Regions from separate parts of the Zea mays genome. Here region 1 is linked to region 2. The links are chromatin contacts, called in public Hi-C maps. All regions are on one chromosome and are shown on one strand. The core of a region is the stretch at or near the end of the contact, and the rest is flanking DNA. Distances in the headings are between cores, read along the strand shown.

The links. A called contact is a pair of places that touch in the nucleus more often than the background predicts.
Region 1: a contact with region 2 is called in a Hi-C map of ear, with 1.9 times the contacts expected there. The contact joins two enhancer-like sites. A contact is called at or near these places in 2 of 25 Hi-C or Micro-C datasets (ear and tassel).

Annotation. Positions count from the first base shown.
Region 1 is chr9:91,520,005-91,525,283 of Zm-B73-REFERENCE-NAM-5.0, reverse strand. No RefSeq gene overlaps it. Among protein-coding and RNA genes, the nearest start is that of LOC111590264, 84 kb to the left of the region's middle. Within about 2 kb of position 3,268, at least 15 of the 20 cell types and tissues checked have an H3K27ac peak or open chromatin away from gene starts, as enhancers often do. A contact at or near this core is called in ear and tassel, where this site is marked.
Region 2 is chr9:91,243,688-91,249,022 of Zm-B73-REFERENCE-NAM-5.0, reverse strand. No RefSeq gene overlaps it. Among protein-coding and RNA genes, the nearest start is that of LOC100501776, 99 kb to the left of the region's middle. Within about 2 kb of position 2,847, at least 16 of the 20 cell types and tissues checked have an H3K27ac peak or open chromatin away from gene starts, as enhancers often do. A contact at or near this core is called in ear and tassel, where this site is marked.

The DNA.
Region 1 (5,279 bases), core at 2,019-4,518, 280 kb before region 2:
CCGCGCCGTTGCAGCCGCAGCATCCGGCCAGAGGAGATCTCGGCTCTCTTTATTGCTGCAGATTCCGAACCGAACGGGTCCCACCTACCAGCGACGAACGCGGCGTGCGGCTGTTGCTCCATTCTGTTTTAGCTGCGAAGAGGACAAATGAGCCGTGCTCATGCACAACGGCTCACCGTGAACGACGACCGAGCTTCTATTTTGTGCCCGCGTCACCATGATGTTGGGATGGCGTGGATTCCGGCCAGGGAATAAACAAAAGGAAAAAAAATGCCTGAGGCAAGGGGACGTGGGCTGCATGGTAGAAAGGAGATTGGGTTGCTGGTGAAAGCACGTGACGACTTCTCATTTCCTCCTTTTTTCCATTTTCCATTTTCTATTTATTTTTATTTTTTTATTTTGTTTTCTATCTCAAATATCCAAATTATAATTTGAATTCAGGTCTGAGTTTCATCTTCGAAAACAAATGCACAAACAAAAGTACTCCAGCATGAATGCAAAATATAATTTGTTTAACTAATTAATTTATTATACTTATTTCATCATCATTATTTTTTTTCTCTCCTACCAATTTTGGGCTTTACAATTTTGTCTTCCCTTTACCCTTGTTGTGGTTCTTCTAAACCATGTATGCGCTGGAGTGGCCCTCGCCTCCTTTAGATCCCGTGTCCTTAGCCCGAGCTTTCTCCTCAACATCCAGAGACGCTATCAGATTTTCAACTGATATCTCTTGTCTCTTATGTTTTAGAGATGTGGCGAAGTTCCTCCATGTAGAAGGAAACTTTGCAATAATGCATCCAGCCACAAATCGGTCAGGAAGGACAATCTTAAGGTGGTCGAGCTCCTTGGCTATACATTGTATTTCATGAGCTTGCTGTACAATAGAGCAATTATCAGCCAACTTATAATCATGAAAGCTCTCCATGATATACACGTCACTGCCAGCATCTGATGCACCATACTTAGTAGTAAGTGCATCCCACAACTCTTTCCCGTCTGTGTGCTAAATATTCGCATCAACCAGACGGTCAACAAGGGCGCTAAGAACTGCTCCCGTAAAGATAGTATTGGCATGGTCGTACTCTTTCTTCTGATCAGGAGTCAGTGCGCCCTCAGGTTTGCCTTTACTAACATGGAACACATTCATAGCAGTAAGCCAGAGCGTGGCCTTGACTTGCCACCTCTTAAAGTGCATACCATTGAACTTTTCTAGCTTCAGCGTGTCGGCAAAAGCAGCCATAGAAAAACTAGGAAATTGTCTACAATAAGGTTTTTGGATTGTTGAATAATTAGACAATTTCCAGATTAAATTCCAAATATAAATCATGACCAAATCAGAAGAACTGAAGTAAAAAGTCAAATCAGATGATGCATACTGATCAGACATACTGATAGATGGCGCGTGCCGGAATCAGCAGGGTCGACGACGTCGAAGCAGCGGGGTTGATGATCAGCGGAATCAGCGAGCAGTCGCGTGAGGACGCTTCCCAAAAAACCTTATTCGCCCTCTCCCGGTGCAGGATGTTAAAGGCGAAGGGTTCCAGAGACCTGCTCTCCCGATCGCAGATGCACGTCAGCGGTCGGGATGAAGAGAACTGAAGGCGGCACAGTTGTGAAGAGAGGAAAAAGCGAAAACTGGGATGATTTGGATGCTGCCTGCCAGGCGCCTTTTATATGGCCGAGTCCGCGGACATATAGCTATATGCGATCTGATCTGCCCGCGAAAATCTCGCATTCAATTTAGATTTTATAGCGATCGGTTAGGATTCTGAACTTAACAGCCAAGCAACCAAAAAATTAAAACGGCAAAAGGGAGCCGTGCCCCCGCAAGTATGTCGTGCGCCCTTCGGACCGGCCCGGCCTGGCGAGGCGAGCGAGCGCGCGTGCGTGTGGCTCTCCACACTCTCTCCTCTCATCCATGAATTGGTGAGTGAGTGTGGCCTTCATATTTAAACTAGTTCCACTTCACTTGGACTAGCAATATGGTACTATTGGTTCCACTATTCCCTAGCCATACACATATATGAGCTTTTGAGATTTTCCTGAGATTTAATTGTATTTCTCAATTGGGCCTAGCCCATAAATCCTAACACGACATGCGACACGGTGTGATAGCAGGCGCATTGGGAGGTGTAGGGATGAAAACGGTTTCGGAATTTTTCGGAATTCCGGAAACCGATTTCGAAATTTTTCGATCAGATTCACCGGTAATGGTATTTTCGAAAACGGAATCGGTTTTCGGAATTTTCTATCAGAATCGACGTGGTGTTTTACCGACCGTTTCCTTCGGTTACCGGTTTTTGTCGAAAATTACCAGATTTGTTTCTCGGAATTTTCTGGAATTCTGTCTCGGAATTTGTTTTTCGGAATTTTCCAGCATGTGATTTTTTCGCATCGCCTGTACGTCTCTGGATAAGGATTACTTATTTTTGTATTTTTTGGACGCTTTAAGATTTTTTTGGGGATAGATGGTGTTGGAAGGCAGTTGAAATTAACGATTTGGTCTCTCGAACGAATACACTATTTTCTATGCACATGTTATGTATTAGTAATATATAATGATAGATAGCCGACAATCTGTCTTTTTCACACACTAGATTTTAGGGTTTTCCTGTGAGGCTATGAAAAAACTCTTTATGTGAAGAAAAAATATTTCATGAGTAAGCATGTCATGTCAGCTAAATCGAGTGAATATTGTGAACTTTGAGTCTGTGAACTTGTGATCTTTATGAACTTGTTATACTGTGAACTTGTTATATTGTGAACTTATGATCTTTGTAAACCTTTTATATTATAAATTTATGATACTTGTGAACTTGTTATATTGTGAACTTGTTATATCATGAATTGTGAACTTGTGGTCTGTGTGATTTTTTGTCAACTTTGTTGTATTGTGAAGTTTGATATGTTTACCGATCGTATTTTAGATTTTGACCGTTACCAGTGTATTTTCCGCAGCGGACTTTCGTTTCCGATGTTTCCGAAATACCGATATCGTTTCCGTTTTTCGGAGTTACCGTTTTTGATTTTGTTTCCGATAAAAAATATGAAAACGGTAATGGTTTTAGTGTTTACCGACCGTTTTCATCCCTAGGGAGGTGTAGGAAGGAGAATGATGGCTGGGCATGGACGGGAGGAGCAAGCATGGATGGGCATGGACGGGAGGACCAAGCATGGACTTAGCGCGGCGCGAGGTAAAGACGGCTAGAGTAGGGGCGGTCCGGTGGCGCCTGCGATTCGCGAGGGAGAGGCCGAGCGAACAGACAGGCAAAAAAAGATGAACTTTCTGTGGGGCCCGCTAGTAAGTGGAAGAAAGGAGAGTGGGCCTACGTGCAAGAGAATATGAGGGAAGGGAAACTGGCTTGGGCCGATTGGTCTGCTTGGTCGGACGCGCAGTTTGTTTTCTAGAATAAGTGTGTATATATATTCAAAAATTTAGAAAATATAAAGAATTCAATTCATAAAAAAACTCACAAGTTTAAAAATGAATAATTTTAGAGTAATCCCTTTTTCATGTAAATAAATTAGCTCCATGAAAATGGATAAGGAAAACAAAACTGTTGCAATTCATTAGCAACCAAAAAGTCATGCTCCAAAAATAAATGTAACACCTACTTAATTTAAATTGATTTTACTCAAATGGTTAATTATCTTTTATGTTATTATTTCTGTTATTTCAGAAAATAACTTTTCCTCTCTAATGGACTTAGCGACTAAAGTTCAATTGCTTTTACTTGATCGATTTGAGATGTTATATTATTTGCTTGGAAATGTGTGCAACATAGAAGACTAAAATACATCTTCACGCAACCTAAGTTGAATATGAGGTAACGTAGATGGTGAGACGTAATCAAGGATTACAATCTACAAGTGCACTATCACCTGGGAAAGGCCAACGTCGTAGCTGATGCCTTGAGCCAGAAATCACATTGCCATATTCTTCAACCCCTACTTGAAAATGGATTTAACCAAATATATCCAACAATATTATTCAATATTCAAGTTCGTTGTTCTCTTGAAGATCAAATCATCCGGGGACAAGAGGCATATAAAGGCATATTTCACATCAAGGAAAAGATGAATAGGGAACCCAACAACCACTTCAAACTTGAGGAGCAAGGTGTACTAAGGTTCGATGATCGCCTTGTCATACCAAAGTTCCAAGAGCTCAAAAACAAGTTCTTAGATGAAGCTCATCTCTCCAAACTATCGATCCATCCGAAAAGCAGCAAAATGTGCCATGATTTGAAGTCACGAATTTGGTGGACCTAAATGAAGAAAGAGATTGTCGCATATGTTTCAAGATGCGACAATTATTGCATAGTCAAGGCTATTCACATGAAACCAGTAGGATTATTGCAACCTTTATTTGTTTTAGAGTGGAAATGAGAAGAAATAAACATGGATTTCATTACAGGACTTCCCAGTACCTCGAGAGGCAATGATTCAATTTGGGTGATTGTAGACAAACTCACCAAATCTGCTCATTTCTTACCAGTCAAAACCACCTACCGACCACCCAAGTATGCTGATCTATATATTGCAGAGATTGTTAGTTTGCATGGAGTACCCAAAACTATTGTGTCAGATCGAGGATCACAATTCACAACTCATTTCTGAGAACATTTACAAAAAGGTTTAGAGACTAAGCTATTGCATATTGCAGCGTACCACCCTCAGACTTCAGGACAGACCAAAAGGCTAAATCAATTCCTCAAAGATATTTTGTGAGCATGCGTGCTATCATCGAAAGTGAAAGTTGCCTAGATGGGGGTGACTAGGCAAGCGAAAACTTTTTCAACCATAAAATAGAAATGAACTGGGTAAAAGCAGTTCAGTCGATGTCAAAACTGGTTCAGTCGATTTGCACGAGCTCAACTAAAGAATGAGATATAAAAATGAATTGATCTCGAAATTCACCCAGTTAACTTCGGAAATGAGATGTTCTAGATGATCCACAGGGTTCAAAGTAGTAGATCTGAGAAGGGCACTTGTCAAAATCCACACACCAAAAAGATATAAACAAATCTTCCACGGAATGGTGAGAGAACGAAGAACACAAACAAACACAATGAGCAAGAAGACAAGGGACACAAGATTTAACCTGAGGTTCATTCACACCACCAACGTGCCCTACTTCCTCGTTGAGGTGCCCACAAAGAGCCGGGTCTCTTTCTACCCTAATCCTCCCTTTGCCGACCACAAAGGTCAAGCCCACACACTAATCTTTGCTCAAACGAGCGGGTAATACAAACTTTCTTGTGGTCTTCCACAAGATT
Region 2 (5,335 bases), core at 1,598-4,097:
CGTCGCTCGTGCCTCGGAGATTTGCTCATTGGGTTCACCAGTGTGTGTGCAAGCTGGTGGAGGCAATTGGAGGGGTGAAGAACCGGTGCACCATCGGGAATCGCTCGCCGGAGACAAGACTTCGCCGCGGGTCCGCCTCCGCCGTACGTAGAACCGTAGACACTTCGAGACTCGGTAAGGGGTCCCTTGTGAGGTTCGCCTGACTTCCTTCTTTGTTTTTCGCGGGTTAGCTAGGAGAGTGGGACTCGGGTGCACGGGGTTGCGGTGCTCCGGCGAACCCTCCGCCATGTCTGCGGGGCGCGCGCCACTCGTGAGCCGTCTGGGCGAAGAGAGAACGCGGTGGCTGTTGATCGAGAATTAGATGGCCATGATTAAATCACCGTAGCGTTTCAACAAGAGAAATTGTGGATCATGGGATCGTGATCGGGTGGATCTGGTCCAGTGTTAGGTAACGTCGAGTGGTAGCCGTCGATCGTGATCCAATGGTCTCGGTTGGATACCGCTTCGGTTGAGAACCGATCTAATCTAGGTCACACGTTTTCAATCCAACGGCCACAAGTGAAAGATACCCCTTCGGCCGTGCCATGTTACAAAAGAAACCCTGCCCTTTGCTGCATTCAACCCGTCATCCACTGATGTTCAAAGATCACAGCTTAGGTCCAAAATTTCACAAAAAGGGCCCTATACCTTCCTGTAATTATGGCCGCAGTGCAGTCAACCGAGAATTTAATTAAAATAAATGCAGAGAAATCATTTTTAGTACAAAATTAATGTCCCAATCTTAGGAAATTCATAACTTTACAATTTTATCTCTAATTTAACTCGTTCCAGTTGCATTAGGCTCATATTCATATTAACTACAACCTAGTAACCTTATTTTGTATGTAACATGTTGTTGCAATCGAGCACTTAATTGGTGTAGCCTATGTTTAACTTATCCAAGCACATAAAACTTCGAAAACTCATATCACATTCATTATAACTCTGATTTTAGCCATTCTCGAACCTTCAATCTTGTAGCAACGCGTAGAACATTATTATGCAGTTTGTTCTCATGTTTGGTGTGATGTTAATTTTGCCAATACCATGTTTGTATGTATTGTTGCGAGTATACGAGCAAGTGACCGAGGAACCAGGAACTCAGCAGGTGGAAAATATTGAGCAGGAGCTCATTGAAGGAAAGTTGTGCCCTTGATCACTCTTCTTTACCCAATAATGTTCCAATTAATTACTATGGCATGCTCAGGATTAATTTTGATGGGACCCCATAGGTTACCCTAGTTTGGTCAACTTTACAACTTGCTCACCACTGAACTTTTTGGGTAGTATTTGCGATTGCTCTATGTGGTTTTAGGTGTTAAAATACATATTATTCATGATCATGCTATTTATTGTCTTTGAATTATTTACTGTTCATGATAAGATTATTATGAAAACAGTGCTACCAGAAGGGTGGAATGAGACGCCCTTGGCTGATTAATCAGGAAAGCTAGTGTGAGTTAACCTTTTCTTGAAAGGGACAAGCGGGGTTGAGGATGCAGGTGTAGGGAGGATCTTGGATCAGACTCTCTGTTTAGCTTTTCGGACGAGGGATTCCTATACCGCTTTCGGCCGGGAAACCGTAGCGGTTCTCTCCTCTAGTGGAACTTTGTAAAGGCCTCGTAGTGTACCATCACCTACTCACCTTGGCAGTGTTTAACGGTTTGATCAACCCGAGGTGACAAAGGGAACACGTCTTGTGGGTAAAGATGTGCAACCTCTGCAGAGTGTAAAACTGGTATATCAGCCGTGCTCACGGTCATGAGCGACTCGGACCCTCACATGAGTAACTTATGGAATTAACTTAATTGGTCATTTGCATCGCATTGTGGGTTTTATTATTAATTTGATCTCGTATTTATTTAGGATGGTATTTAGTTATACTTATTAACTGCTATTAGAATTTGACCAACTTATTAAAAGCAATGCTTTGCCTTAACCATTATTTGTTGATTAGCCTGACATTATACATGACCCCCACCGTAAGGGAGCTCATGCACATTATTCCCCACAGTTGTTGAACGATGAACTTTTGTGAGCTCACTCTTGCGATAAAACTCCCCCCACAAGTGAAGAGCACGTGGTTCTGGAGGAAGACTACTACGAGGAGTTCGACGAGGTCTAGGTGTCGTCTCTCAGTCAGCTTGTTGGCACCAAGGAACAATAATGTTATTAGATCGTTCTATTTATTATCATTTATTTCCTAAGACATTTCGTTATGTAATAAAGATTGTGACATTTATCTTTATACAATGAGTCATTATATGTGTTGATCTTATTTGGCGCATATATGAGACGTATCCGAGTTTACCCCTTACATCCGGGTGTGATAGCGCGGAGGCTCCTGATGACGGCATGACACGACCCTACGACGGAGGCGTGCACTGGTGAGCGATTTTGGACACTCCAAGTCGGGTTGGCGCCAGATATTGCCACGTACATCTTCCCCGCAACCCAAGAAAACTCTAAGGCTCCCCTACGGAAACGATCTAGCGGTGGTTGCCCGTGTAAGCGACGGTGGCTCATCGCTTCCTGCTATGAGTTCTCGGCAATGGCGTTCTCTCATTTTCTCAATTTTCTCGGCTAAGGTATTTATTAGGGAGGGTCGTCGGGGCTCGCTTTTATACACCAGTGATGCCAAATCCCAACAACCCCGCGAGTTTGTTATGATCGGATTTCTGATCCGGCCGGTGATAAGAACAGCGGACGAAATTGCATGGAGGGAGGCGATACGGTGACGCTGACACACTAGTCCCACACGTTGGCGAGACAGGGTAGCAACGCTACGTAACCCAGGCGCTTGATGAGCCCCTACGTGTGCGGGCCGGCCTGGCAGCGCCAGGTGCTTGGCACACATGCGAAATGGTGAGTTGGGTTAGGGTGAGCTTCGGCCCGGATGAGGGAGGATTTGGCCCAAACGTCATTCTTGCTTTTTTCCCTTTTCTTTTCCTATTTCCAGTTTTTCTTATGTTTTCTGGAATCCAATTTAAATATGAATTGAATACAAAGTTTCAAATTATATGCAACACCCAAAGTCTAGCATGAGATGCATGAATACATATATTTTTATTTAATTTATTAAGCATTGCCTTTAGGTGCATAACTCATGAACCTAGGAATAAAACATAATGTATAACCTTTATAAAAATAAGTTTAAATCCTTTAGTGAAGACTTGTATAGTTTTATTAAAGGGATAACTTAATTCATTTGATGTAATAGTTTATTAGAATAGACAATTACTTTGGGAGAAGTAACTCCAAAGTTAACAAGATTCTTATTAAAAGATATTTTAATTCAACAATCTTTGGAAAAATGTTCTTAAATCACAAGGAGGGTTTTAGAGTGCTACAAATTCTACCCCCTTAAAAATAATATCGTCCTCGAGATTAGTAAGAAAGGGATGCAAAAGTTTTCAATTGGTTCTTTACGAAAATTTAACTTCTAGTTTTCAATTGGTTCTTTACCCAAAGTTTGTATATTATTTTTTCCCAGTTTAGCTGGTAACTGTCACACCCGATTTTGGAAGGTGAACCGAATGCGAACTATGTACGCACGTGCCAGGATCATAAATTCACGTACACATCGATTACATAATTGGACATCATCACACATTGTTCAAAGTAATAGCGGAAATAAGTACTTTATTACATCACGATGTCCAAAACATCCACAAAGTCATTAACTTAAGTCATAATCAAAGTGCTGAATGATACACAGTACGATAAGGCCTTCACAGGCAGCTGACTAGGGGTTTGCCACTAATCTAATCTAGAACTCATCGAAGTCCTGAAACTCCTAAAATTCCTCCATGTTGCTTTCATCTTCTTCTGAGCACTGATTGCAATTGGGAAAACCTAGGGTTTGGTGTTTTAAAGCAAGGATAAGTACACATCAACGTACTCAGCAAATGTTCCGTTTGGCTAAAGTGGACTAATTGTATGTGGGTTAAGCTTAAAGCAGTTTCTTTTAGTTGGTCAGGTATTTATTACTAGTAGAGAGCCAAGTTTTAGCAATAACCCCAAGTTATTACCCAAACAGTACTCCCTCCATGAGGAAATACCAGAAACCACCATTGTTATAAACATCATCATTAAGCATCATCATAAAGATATCCAGAGTAACTCTAATCAAAGGAGCACCTAAGGCTACTCATATCTGTGAGCACTACAGATATACCAGTTTCTAACACTCTACAGAGGTTACACACTTTACCCATGAGCTATGATTCCCTTTCTACCCGAGGAGCGCTACTCCCCATTGACCACTACCTAGGTGGTCTGGCAGGGTATCACTATGTAGCCTTTACAAAGATTCCCAGAGGTCATAGTCGCCCGTTTGGTTTCTCCAGTTTGATAAACACAATACCTCTCCCCATAGGAAAGGTGACTAACAAAAGAAACACGAAAGAACCTCGGCACCTAGCCTCGTAGATCAAGTACTGTGCTCGGACCCCATTGATGGCACGACGACGAAGTTGACTACACCTCAAGTTCCTATAATTAATCAACTAAGGGTGTCCTATACCACCCTCATGGTTGTACTATTTTCCCAAGTGGTCATCCAATGAACAGGTCCTTACGGAGAGGTACTCGGGAAACAGCCCGAGTCCCCTAACGTATCACAAGTTCATCATAATATCTAGAATAACATCATCGTATCATAAATATTATCATCATGTTCATTGATTAAAGTAAAGCAATAGCATGATACTAATCATAGTAACCACTTCCCAAAGGATAACCAAGGACAGGAAAAATAGAACACTAGTCAATTCTTAGGTTGATCATAGTATGAGGGATAATGAATTATAAAATAAGTAGGACATAATGGGTTAGAGGACAGTTGCCTTCACCAGGTTGCTGCTCAGGGAAGTCTCCTACAATACACTCGGGAACCATGGACTGCACGTTGTCTACGCAAAGCAATCATTCATTCAACACACTTGGGTATAGGGCTCTCTTGGCCATCCGATCTCAGATCGATGGTTGAGATCAGACCTCGCGGGCGAGCATGCAAACGACGCGAGCTCACACTGACAGGTGGACCAAGGTGGGCCAAGGCGGGCAGTGGCCCAGGGTCAGCGGGGTTGACAGGCCGGGCCCAGCGGTAGGGGCACGGGTGAGGGGGAATCTGAGCGGTCGGATCTTAAGCGGGCGGTCAGGATTGGGTTTGATCTATTTAAATCCGAGCCATCCAATCTCAAATGGACGCATAGAATCTAATGGCCAGCTCGGTCCAGACTCCCTGGCTGCCAGCGATGGCGTCACTCACGCCCACGGTAGAGGCCCACCGGAG